Regions from separate parts of the Sus scrofa genome. Here region 1 is linked to region 2. A link is a contact called in public Hi-C data. All regions are on one chromosome and are shown on one strand. Each heading gives the region's core, a stretch centred on a gene start, on an enhancer-like site or on the middle of the called end of the contact. The rest is flanking DNA. Distances are from core to core; before and after follow the strand shown.

Region 1 (2,700 bases), core at 21-2,520, 100 kb before region 2:
ACAAAAAACAAACAAAAAAAACCCCCTAAAGTCCAGGATTAGGGTTAGGATACAGTGCTTTTTTTTTTTTGTCTTTTTAGGGCATACCCTCAGCATATGGAAGTTCCCAGGCTAGGAGTGGAATCGGAGCTGCAGATGCCAGCCTATACCACAGCCACAGCAACACCAGATCCGAACCACGCCTGCGACCTACACCCACAGCTCAGGGCAATGCCAGATCCTTAACCCACCAAGTGAGGCCAGGGATCGAACCTGGGTCCTCTTGGATACTAGTTGGGTTCGTTACCACTGACCCATGAAGGGAACTGCCAAGGATTAGTATATAGTATTATTTAGCGTTTTCTAAACCACCAATGTGTAAGAAGCATCCAAAAAGCATCCTTTCTGCTTCACTCCAGGGTCTGCGTGGGGTGAGGGCCGGGTACTGTATTTTTAAGCAGCCCTCTCACCTCCCAATAGAGAGCAACATTTTGATAAACGCTGGCTTAAGTGAGGAAAAATTTTCAGTCTGACATTTATTTGGGTTCCAAATCTACCACCTACTGCGCAGTATCGTACAAATAACTTAATGGCCTCAGGCAAGACTGTAAAATGGGGATTTTAATGAGAACGGGGATATGATTAGGGGCTGTGACCAGGGATCACTATGACAGTGCAGCCAATGCGTTCAAAACCTGGTCTCTCTCCGCAGGTGTACCCCGACGGTGGGCGTGTGAAGCGATCTCACACTGATCCCATCTTTCGACCCTCCCCCAGGTAGACAGCACTGGCAGGTTATCATCCTTGTGGGTGAGGGATGGAAGCCCAACTCAAGACCTTAGGTTTCCTGATACCCTGCGTTCCCGAACAGGGCAGCGCCGCCCGCCCGGAGGAGACGCGGGGCCCCGGGCCCGCCGCTCACCTGGGCCAGCAACGCGTTGCACACGAGCTGCAGCTTGTCCGGGGTGATGTCCACCGGCACGTCGAACGGGGAGCCCAGTAACTGCCCGCCTTCATCCTGGAACTGCACGAGCAGCCGCTGCACGTCGCGCGGCGCCGCCTCATCCTGTGGGAACCAGCGCCGGAGGCGTCATTCCCACGGCTCAGACCGTAGGGTCCCCACTTCCGCCTCCCTCCCGCCTCTGGGACTCTAGTCTCTGGGACCCCGGCCCGAGCGTCCAGCCGCGGTGCCCCCGCCCCCACTCACGCACACCCACCGCCACGGCCGCCGCCATCCCGCGTCCCCACGTGGAGGGGAAAACGCCGGTCGGACAGAGCGCCGCCCCCGTGGTCCTGCGGCGCCGCAGTCTGCGACATCGCCCTCTGCTGTTGCGGAGGGGAAGTGTCGCCTGCCTCAGGGGATGGGCATGGGCTCCCCTGGTACCCGCCTCCACATCCTCCCCGTGGATGGGCCTACACATTCAGTCCCTCCCAGTGCCTTGCAGGACACAACCTTTCGTCTTTTCAGAATAGGGATTTTTGCCCCAGTTTATCGATGAGGACATCAAGGCTCAGAGTGGTTGACTTTCCCCCAAATCACCAAGTTCGGAAATGGTATCTTACAAAACTGGACCCTAAGCAGTTCCCCGGTGGCCTAGCAGTTCAAGGATCCTATGTGGTCACTGCTGTGGCGCTGGTTGGATCCCTGGCCTGGGAAATTCCACCTGCCGTGGGCTCGGCCAAAACAAACAAACAAATAAACAAACAAAACCCCAGAGCCCGTTGGGTTGAGGGCAAAAATTCTTCTTCTTTTTTTTTTTTTTTTTTTTTTGTCTTTTTGCTTTTTCTTGGGCCGCTCCCGCGGCATATGGAGGTTCCCAGGCTAGGGGTTGAATCGGAGCTGTAGCCACCGGCCTACGCCAGAGCCACAGCAACGCGGGATCCGAGCCGCGTCTGCGACCTACACCACAGCTCACGGCAATGCCGGATCGTTAACCCACTGAGCAAGGGCAGGGACCGAACCCGCAACCTCACGGTTCCTAGTCGGATTTGTTAACCACTGCGCCACCACGGGAACTCCTATTATTCTTTTTTAAACAGATGAAATAGATCAGTAATATTTGATGAGTACAGAAACAAAAAATTCTTACAATTTTCAACAGTGTACAGCAATAACAATAATAATAATGATAGCAACGGGCCAGGCTTTGTTCTAAGTCCTTCACACATATAACACCCTTAATCCTCATAACAACGCTTTCCTCCCAGTGTTAGAGATGAGGAACAAAAGCAGAGACCATGAGCACTCGGACCGGAAACTCGGGAATTGCCTGTCAATTCTCCCTTCTTTCTCATCCCTGCATCCAGGCCGTCGCAAGCTCTGCCAGTTCTGCCTCATTAACCTATCTGATCTCTTCACCTCCACGGCCACCCTCTGGTCCCAGGCACCAGGTTCCTACGATAGTCTCTTCACTTGCCTCCCGGTCTCCACTTTGCCTCTCCTGTATATTCTCCACACTACAACCAGGGTGATGTTTCAGACCGAAAATCTGGTCTGCTACTTTCTTTCTTTCTTTTTTTTTTTTTTTTTTTATTGCCGCACTCAGTGGCATATGGAGGTTCCCAGGCTAGGGGCTGAATTGGAACAACAGCTGCCGGCCTATGCTACAGCCACAGCAACGCCAGATCTGAGCCATGTCTGCAACCCCCACCACAGCTCACAGCAACACCAGATCCTTGACCCATTGAGCGAGGCCAGGGATCAAACCCAAAACCTCATGG
Region 2 (2,741 bases), core at 61-2,560:
GGAGGGGTTCTTGGGTGAAGGAGGTTAAGAACCAAGTTGACGCAGACGCGGGTGGCAGTGGCGAGTGGGAGGGGGTGACTTGATTAATGCTGCACCTCACAGGGTAGAGCGTGTGACAGAGGGGGACAGGTACGGGCGAAGGAGCGCTGAACTCTCGAGCCGCAGTCCTGGAAGCTGTCAATCATAGACTTCAATCTTAAAGGCTCCAAAAGCCAGGCGGCTCTGAGGGTCCGCTCGGTCAGGCTCAGTTGTGAGCAGTGCAGCCCCCCCGCCTGTTCCCGTCCTAGCGCGCTGACTCCTGCGAAGCGCCAGAGACCCGCGACACAGCGTTTGAAAGCAGGTCTCCGCTTTATGACAGAAGCCGCAACCGGAAATAGACCACGGGGCTTGGAGAAGGCTGGCGGAGGCGAGGCGAGGCGCTCTAGCCCGGAATGCGACCGCGAGACCGGAACTAGAGATCTCTATGGCCTCACTGGGACTTCCGCTTCCGCCTCCTGCTGAAAGTAAAGAAGGCGCTAGGGGTTTTGCTTGCAGAGCCGTTCTCCGCTGGTTGGTTTTACTTTTCCTAGTTGTTTTTGTTTTGCCGCCTCATGGGAAAGTTACGGTTCCGATCTCTCTCTGCAGAGTCTTTTTAGCAGGGTGTTGAGGGCGCCGCACCAACGTTTGGCGGCTGGAGCCAGAACTCAGCCCACAGAGGCGTTTGTTACCTGGGGCGATCGAGTTTAGGAGTCGAGGGACGCAAGGGAATGTGAAGATGGAAGGCTCTCGCTGTACTCGTGGCGAGGGTGGTGGTTCACCGTTTTCTGCTGCCTTAGGGGAGGATTTGAAGCGACATAATTGGAGATAGAAGCCTTAGCTTTATGGTCGCCAATTGCTATTTAAAGAAAAAAAAATGATTAGGATGAGAAGAGATCTTTTGTTACTCACAAGTTGGGACGAGTCTTCTAGATTAGGTTCTTTCAAGCATAACTGTAAGCACTTGGTACGCTAGTTCAAACTGGTTCCTACGCTCGTACACAGTCGACTGTGTTACCTTAGCGATATGAATATTGGGTACGAATCAGATGAATTCTAACTAGCGTGAACTGGGGAGGCTTGACAGAGAAGATAGTTTTCGTTGTTTGTATACCAGAAGGAATGTAATTAACCTTAGGATTTGCAACGTACTTTTACATCGTATGCAATTGCCTTGGTTGAGTTGCTGCTGCAGGTTTAATTTATATGAAGTTAGAGTTCATCTCCTTCTCTCTCCAACGCCCCCTCCCCCCCCCCAAATAACCAGAAATAGAAGGTGATTTGTTTTGTTTTGTTTTGTTTCAGGGTGGCACCCAGGGCACATAGAGATTCCCAGGCTAGTTGTTGAATTGGAGCCGTCGCCACTGGCCTACGTGGCAGCCACGCAACACCAGATCTGAGCTGCATTTTGGACCTACACCGCAGCTCAGGGCAACACCGGATCCTTAACCCACTGAGGAAGGCTAGGCATCAAATATGTGTCCTCATGGTTACTGGTCAGATTTGTTTCCGCGGAGCCACAATGGGAACTCCATAGGAGGTTATTAGTTACTGCCTTAGAGGACCTTATAAAGGTAGTTAATTGTTTCACAGAATGAGAATGGTGGAAAACAAAGTTTATTATCCAAAGAGGAGAAATAAAATCTTGCAAGTTAACCTTGATTTTAGTTCTACAAAGTGTTTTATATTCTGCTAAAACGCCTGCAGGAGAAAGTCACGTTAATGTAAGAGTTTTACCTTATAGAGGTTTTTTTTGTTTTTTGTTTTTTCTTTTTAGGGCTATACCAGTGGCATATAGAAATTCCCAGGCTAGGGGTCAAATCAGAACTACAGCTGCCAGCCTACACCACAGCCACAGCAACGTGGAATCCCAGCCATGTCTGTGACCTACACCACAGGTCATGGCAATGCCAGATCCCCGACCCTCTGAGCAAGGCCAGGGATGGAACCCACATCCTCATGGATACTAGTTGGATTCATTTCTGCTGTGACACAAGGGGAACACCTTACAGAGTTTTAAGGACTGGAGTAATGTATAAAGCACTTGGCATTAGATATGTGATCAAAGGTAGCTGTTACAAATGGGCTTTTCTTAAGTAACAGCAAAAAGACAAAGCTGAGAAATAGCATCAACTAAGATGAATGGGAAGTTAGTTAAACTTGTATCAGTTATGGTTTTTGGCTACAAGCAACAGAAAACAGCTAATTTAAACTAAAAAAATTATCGGAAGAATATGGAGTAGCTAACAAAATAAGGAAAGCCAACTCTGAAAGTACAGTAATTATACAGCCCTACTGGATGTTTCTCGCAAGAATTAGCAAAGTCTCATCTAGGCATCATTGTTGCCGTGAATGAGGTTCAACAAATTTCTTTCTGTCCCTGTACTTACAATTCAGATTCCTTGTGACCTACCTTGGTTCGGATTTCCTCACCACTCCCTGTTTCACTCTTAGACAAAAGATGGCAAGACAACTTAATAGCCCATTGAGACTATTCCAAAAATAAACTGACATTATCACATGAGAAAAGGGAAAGGCAGTTAAAAAAAAAAAAGTCAATTACTACAGCCAACAAAAAATAAACACCTAATCATAGATCCCACTCTTAGGTTTATGATGTAATAAATAAGACCCCAAAATTGATTGCATTTAAAGTTATTAAGAGTCATCAGGTTCAATATGGTGTGAATTTAATGGAAGAGATGATATCAGCTGGGAACAATGAG

Evidence for each region. A called contact is a pair of places that touch in the nucleus more often than the background predicts.
Region 1: a Hi-C map of liver shows a contact between it and region 2, with 2.8 times the contacts expected there. The contact joins the promoter of NLE1 here to the promoter of PEX12 in region 2. A contact is called at or near these places in 4 of 47 Hi-C or Micro-C datasets (embryonic fibroblasts, fetal heart ventricle, liver and 1 more) and 1 of 2 datasets of contacts at active chromatin or transcription factors (skeletal muscle).

What each region holds. Positions count from the first base shown.
Region 1 is chr12:40,034,088-40,036,787 of Sscrofa11.1, reverse strand. It overlaps NLE1 (notchless protein homolog 1), which reads right to left and starts at 1,270. Exons shown (of 13, transcript XM_003358153.4): 1 at 1,197-1,270; 2 at 902-1,045. The coding sequence starts at 1,214.
Region 2 is chr12:39,930,249-39,932,989 of Sscrofa11.1, reverse strand. It overlaps PEX12 (peroxisome assembly protein 12), which reads right to left and starts at 1,310. Exons shown (of 3, transcript XM_003131719.4): 1 at 1-1,310. It also overlaps a transcript of AP2B1 not described here.